Linked DNA regions of Mus musculus: region 2 is linked to region 1. A link is a contact called in public HiChIP or PLAC-seq data. All regions are on one chromosome and are shown on one strand. The core of a region is the stretch at or near the end of the contact, and the rest is flanking DNA. Distances in the headings are between cores, read along the strand shown.

Evidence for each region. HiChIP or PLAC-seq counts read pairs in DNA pulled down with a chosen protein or histone mark.
Region 2: a contact with region 1 is called in an H3K4me3 HiChIP or PLAC-seq map of stem cell-derived neural progenitor cells, with 5 times the contacts expected there. The contact joins the promoter of 1810009A15Rik here to the promoter of 1700105P06Rik in region 1. A contact is called at or near these places in 4 of 39 promoter capture datasets (the SN4741 cell line, cranial neural crest, hippocampal neurons and 1 more) and 1 of 115 datasets of contacts at active chromatin or transcription factors (stem cell-derived neural progenitor cells).

What each region holds. Positions count from the first base shown.
Region 1 is chr19:7,381,442-7,384,374 of GRCm38.p6, reverse strand. It overlaps 1700105P06Rik (RIKEN cDNA 1700105P06 gene), which reads right to left and starts at 1,372. Exons shown (of 1, transcript NR_045703.1): 1 at 814-1,372. It overlaps Spindoc (spindlin interactor and repressor of chromatin binding), which reads left to right and starts at 1,349. Exons shown (of 6, transcript NM_001033139.3): 1 at 1,349-1,703. The coding sequence starts at 1,574.
Region 2 is chr19:8,887,371-8,890,303 of GRCm38.p6, reverse strand. It overlaps 1810009A15Rik (RIKEN cDNA 1810009A15 gene), which reads right to left and starts at 1,421. Exons shown (of 4, transcript NM_025463.3): 1 at 1,340-1,421; 2 at 1,056-1,180; 3 at 204-301. The coding sequence starts at 1,378. It overlaps Lbhd1 (LBH domain containing 1), which reads right to left. Exons shown (of 6, transcript NM_001286103.1): 4 at 1,056-1,180; 5 at 204-301. It overlaps 5730408K05Rik (RIKEN cDNA 5730408K05 gene), which reads left to right and starts at 1,534. Exons shown (of 1, transcript NR_027866.1): 1 at 1,534-1,917. Snora57 (small nucleolar RNA, H/ACA box 57) reads left to right here and starts at 1,619; the gene lies at 1,619-1,768. It also overlaps Mir5136.

The DNA.
Region 1 (2,933 bases), core at 123-2,622:
TCTTTTTCTTGCCTTTCAGGCCTTAGTCACAATCTCCCGGAAGCTTGAGTCCTGTAGCCAGCCCACTGCAAAAACAGAACAGACTACCTACCCAGAGGCATTGGGCAAAAAGCAAAGAACAGCCTTTAGGTAAGAACTATCCAGGCCTAGGAAATTGCTTGATTTGGAGTATCTTTTTAGTACTGGGTACATTTCAAAGTAATAGAAATTTCCTCAGTTCTTTCTATTGTGGCTGCTGTATGTGGTGTCAGCTCAGACCTTTAATCCTTGTGCCAGGGGAATGGAGGGAGGAGGAAAAGGTTTGGGGCAAGCAGGGTTACACAGATTCCAGGTCAGACTGACATGAAAGTGAGTCCTTATCTCAACAAAATAAAAGCTGGTTATGCAGTGGATGGGGGGGGGGTGGGTATGCCCAGGGCGCGCGCGCACACACAAACACACACACACACACACACACACACACACACACACACACACACAATATACGGTAAGTGAACTGTTTCTCTTCTGTCCCCTAGCCTCCTACATCATCCACAATTACTGTTTCTGGGCTGATAATTACTGTTGGTAGCACTTAAAATCAGAATTTTGAGTGCCAGACATTTTTGCCGTTTCTCAGCTGAAATCTAGCGTGTCTGGTGTGTGTATGTGTGTGGGGAGGGGATGTTATGCAGAAGTGTAAGTGCCCATTGTGACAGTCTTCACTCAGGCACGAATGCCAGGCAGCAGCGCCATAGCAACCGGATCCCGGTCTTGGAGGCTCTCAGGGGATTTGCTGTGTCCTGGGAAAAGGCCACACTCTCTGGACTCACGTTTTTTGTTTTGTTTTGTTTTTAACGTAAATTATATCCATCGGAAGCGGTTTACACACGCCCACACGCCACTCTTGTCCTCTTCATCTTCTAGAATCTTTGTTTAGGAGGATCCAAAGTGATTTTTCTTTCCCTAAAGCGTATGTGCTAGTAGAAAGGAACGAGGCCCAAAGAAATTAGAAGAGATGTCTCCACACTTCTGAGCCTATGTATCCTTCACACATCCCCACCGGTCTTTTCTCGTCTGTGTTGCCTCCCAGGCAGGCAGCTAGTCAGGGGAAAGCCAAGAAGTAAGATGCCGAGCAGCCCTTTCCTCCAGCCATTGGTGGGGATGCCCTACCGGGTCTCCAAGGCTGCCGGCGCCGCTCCCAGGAAAACTCCAGGCTTCGCCGCCGAGCAAACCGGCCAGAGACAAACGCGCTGCACAGGGTTCTGGCCCAGACCTGTGGCTGGGGCGGGGCTAGGGGGCGTGTCCTCACGTGATTGGCCAGCCTGGTCTGGAGGCGGGACTGCCGGACGGACGCTGACAATGAGCCTCCATAAAAGGGAGCGGCGGGGTTGGGGGCCCCGGATCGAACCCTCCCCGCCCGGGGTCGTGACGCGTTGAAGCCCGTGGCTGGCGGGGCGGCCGGGCGAGCGGCGGGTGAGCTAGGCGAGCCGCGGGCCCGGGGTGGTCCGGGGCAGGAGGCGGCCGCCACAGGCGGTGCGCCGAGGTCTGTGCGAACGTCCTCGGCTATCCGGTCGCCCTTCTTCGCCTCGCCATGGCCCTGAAAGCCAAGGGCGCCGCGGCTCTGGATTGCTTCGAGGTGACGCTCAAGTGTGAGGAAGGGGATGATGACGACGAGGCCGTGGTGGTGGCCGTGATCCCGCGGCCCGAGCCGATGCTCCGAGGTGAGGGGGGGGACACCTCACTTCCGCTTGGTGGTCCGGGACTAGATCTCCAGGTCCCGGTCCCCGGTTCCCGGTCCCCAGGCGCTTCCCTGGGCCGGCATCTGCAGCCCCAGAGGGCCCTTCCCTGTCCGGTCCGCGGCTACGGCGCCCTCGCTCCTCCCCCACCGGGTTTGGAATCCCAGGCCTCTCGGAGCCCCCCTTCCTCCGCCGCCCCTCCCCCGCTCAGGGTCTAGAGACTTCCATCCACACCGAAGGAGCGGTTCAGGTCTTCCGGTTCCCTGCGCCCCCTCGGGCCCAGAGTAGAGGCCGGATTCCCAGTACAGTGGTTTGTGCCCGGCTGTTGTCTCCCGGTTCCGGTCTGTTTCTTAGGCCGAGGGGCGACCAGGCCTCTAGGCCCCAGGCTAGTCCCCCGTAGTGATAACGGAGGTGAAGGCTGGCGCGGCTGGCGACCTCCAGAGAGGGGAAATAACCCAGTAAGTAGAAGCCTCCACCCGTCCTCAATCCTCTAGGCCTTCTGTTTCAGGAGCCACAGGTGTCAAGTCTAAAACCCGGCATTTGAATGGAATTGCTAGTAGCACCCCGTTTGAGAAAAGCGGGACTTGCTTGGGGGTGGGTAACAAGCCATGTCATCTACATGGAGATTAGTCACCAAAGGAGGTGTTTGAGGGACAATCTGGGAATACATTGCTCTCCCTTCCCGTCCTCCTTCCCCAGCCTCTCTGGTCCAAAGGAGAAAACAAAGAGCTACCTTTGTGGAAGATAATTAGTCATGAAAAATGCAAATATTTCCTTAGGGTGGAATACCTGTTTCCCTTAAGCATGACAGTACCCAGAATAGATTGAGAACCAAATTGGTCATTGTGTTTCTTTAACTCATTTTTGGAGATGGGAGGGAAGGTTAGGAAATTGGGGGGTGGGGCACATTCCTCTCACTGTTTGGTGCATCACACAGGTTATTTTTTACTTGTGCTGGTTTATAGAGTGCTTAACCAAGATGGCTTCATCACTGTGAGAGGGAAGTAGACATCTACAGAGGTTCATTCTTCAGCTTTAGTGGGCAGCTATATGCCAAGCATATAGCTTCAGGCAGAGCTGAGAATGGTAAACAGTAGGGACCAGGGTAAGTGAAACCCTGCTCTTAAGTGTGCATCCAGTGGTAGCCAGCAGGTAAATATCGAATAGTATGTTAGGTGGCAGTGAGTTCTCTTTGTTGTGTGTGTCTGTGCCTGT
Region 2 (2,933 bases), core at 172-2,671, 1.5 Mb before region 1:
AAATCCCAACAACCATATGCTGGCTCACAACCATCCATAACAAAAATCTGATGCCCTCTTCTGGAGTGTCTGAAGACAGCTACAGTGCACACACTGTAAATAAATAAATAAATAAATAAATCCTAAAAAAAAAAAAAAAAAAAAGATAAAACCCAGGTAAAATCCAGACTTCTTGTTGTGTAGCCTCTGTGCCCAAGACTTACCTTCCATGGCTGCTTTTTCTTTCTGGGCAAGTCGGATCTGCTGCAAGAGTTTCCTGCGCTTCTTCCCAGACAGCGTGATGTTGGCACGAGCACTGGACCTGAGTGACAGGAAACAAAAAATATCCAGGTTCATTTGTACCAAACTGAGCCTCAAAAATGACCCCAGCTAAGAAAAGGTCTCACTCTGTAGACCAGGCTAGCCAACAGGCAACCTTTCTGTCTTAGTCTCCTGGCACTGGAATTTAAATGGGAGCATCATTGCCCAGTTTTTGTTTTATAAGGTCTCTGCATTCAAATTACTGAATGGGCTCTGGTGTCCTCAGGGAACTCTTTAACACTTAAGACTTTTTAACAATTTGACTTCAATATGTACCTCAATAGTATTAAGTCAGTAAGTTCTGAGTTCGAGGCCAGCCTGGTCTACAGGGTGAGTTCCAGGACAGCCAGGGCGACACAAAGAAACCCTGTCTTGAAAAAAAAAAAAAAAAAAAAATCCAGTGAGCAGCTGGGGGGTGGTGGGGGTGGTGAAGGACTTTAATCCCAGAACTTGGGAGGCAGAGGTAAGTGGATCTCTTAGTTAGAGGCCAGCCTGGTCAACACAGAAAGTTCCAGAACAGCCAGAGCTACAGAGAAACCCTGCTTGAAAACCCGAGACAAAACAATCAACAACAGCATCAGAATCCTGTGAGCAATGATACCATAAGAGGCTAGTAGTTTGGAAACTAACATAACTCTCAACTAGTTGCTGCATAAACGTGAAAGAGAACAAGAAATTTGGAGACCTCTGGGATGCTCTGAAACCTGGTAGGAAGTGGGTAGGAATGTCCAACCGGAGGATAATACTGTACGTACGCCCGCTTCTTGAGGTGGTGCTTCGTAGTCAGCCCTTCGTCTATCACAGCCCCGACCACCTGGCGTTTCCGTCGCCGATCCCTGCTTAATACCCTGCGGCGCTTGAACAACTTCTTCTTCAGCTCCTGCGGAAGAAAAAGATGCGCATGTAAGGTTCTGCACACCCACCCGGGATCCTCCGCACCTAACAACCCCAGCCCCTAACTAATCCTGTTTCCAAAGAGGAAAATGCCGGGAAGCAAAGGGAAACAAAGACGCAGTTCCCACTCCCACAGTTCAGTCACCGTCCGGGGACGATTGATCTTTCCTCCCGGAGGTGCCATGGCTACACTCCGCGGCTCATTCCAAAAGCCGCACTTCCGCTCCGCTCACAGGTTCCGCCACACGCAAAAGACCCCGCCCTCTGATGCCTCCGAACCAATCGCAGCTTGGAGGCGGGCACCAGGGGTATATAAGGTTGTTCCGCGCGTTGCGGGGCCTTTCCAAGGGTGGTTTTCACGTGAGTCTTGATTTTGTCTTTATATGCGAGGGAACTACTGGGAACTGGGCCTGACTTTGTAGATCCTCCTTTTCTTGGCGGGGACCGGGCGTGCGGTCCCGCTCCCCGTAATGTACGGAGGTAGAAGAAAGGGCTCTGGCCCTCTCGGCGTTATGTCTTCGGTGCTTGCGGCTTCCCGTTCGCGGGTTCTATCCTCAGACGCCGGAACACTTAACCGTGCAGAAATGTAGCTAGGTCCCGCAGTCCCCTCTGGGTTACTCAACGCTTTTTATTTTATTTTAGGTCGACATTGACGCTCCCGGAGTGATGGTTAACATTTTCTTTGCTGTTTATTATTGAATCAATAAAGTCTGTGAACCCTAAGGACCCTGTGTTCGCTACCTTTTTTTTCTGCGACTCGTAATTTGCAAATCTTTAGGACCGAAAGCACATGTTGGGAGTGATAGTGACTATTCACTAAAGATCTCTGGTCGATCTTGTGGGGGGACTTAATAAGCTAAATCTCAACCAGGATGTAAATCTTTATGAGTATAGAAAGTGCGCTCCTAAAGGCATGGGAATCAAACCTGTAGTTATGGTAAAAAGCCTAGCGTAATGGTGCGCACGTGTAATCAGCAGAACTAACCTGGGGTAGCATGCACCCTTATCTTCAAGCTTCCTGGCATTTAAACTGGCGGTAGGCACAGCTTTCTCACTAAGATATTGGAAGTAAAACTAGGATCTCAATCCTCCACAGGCATGCCCTGTGGATGTTCTCGGGGTGGACTTGTCTCCGTGCTGGGACCTACATAAACAGCCTTATACAAGGAGGCCATTGCCATTCCCAGTGCAGAATCTGGGAGCCCTAGCATCCTTAGGTTCCTCACAGCTCTCCAGGGATAATTGTTGCTAAGCGAGATTTGCCTGAGGATTCAAGGACCCTCCTTTTCAGCTGCCCTACTAGAAGTAAGAAAAAAAAAATCCAATGGCTGGACTGGGTATAAAAATTAAGCCCTAAACCGGGCAATGGTGGCCCACACATTTAATCCCAGCACTTGGCAGGCAGTGACAGGCAGATTTCTGAGTTCAAGGCCGGCCTGGTCTACAGCGTGAGTTCCAGGACAGCCAGGGTGATACAGAGAAACCTTGTCTCGAAAGACCAAAGAATAAAAGTTAAGGCCTTATAAGACATTCAGTTAAATCTCAAAAGATTTCTGAGAGTTTCCATTCTGCTTTTGTTGGTCAAACATAGAGTTGGAATTTTGCCATTGTATGAATAGCTAGTAATTGAGAGTGTTTTCCTGGTTTGCACAATTTGTGTCCTGGTTCATAAACCTGGAGCCTGAGGGTAATACTGGGTTACCAGGTGGGGAGACCTGACATCATTACTGGCTGGGCTC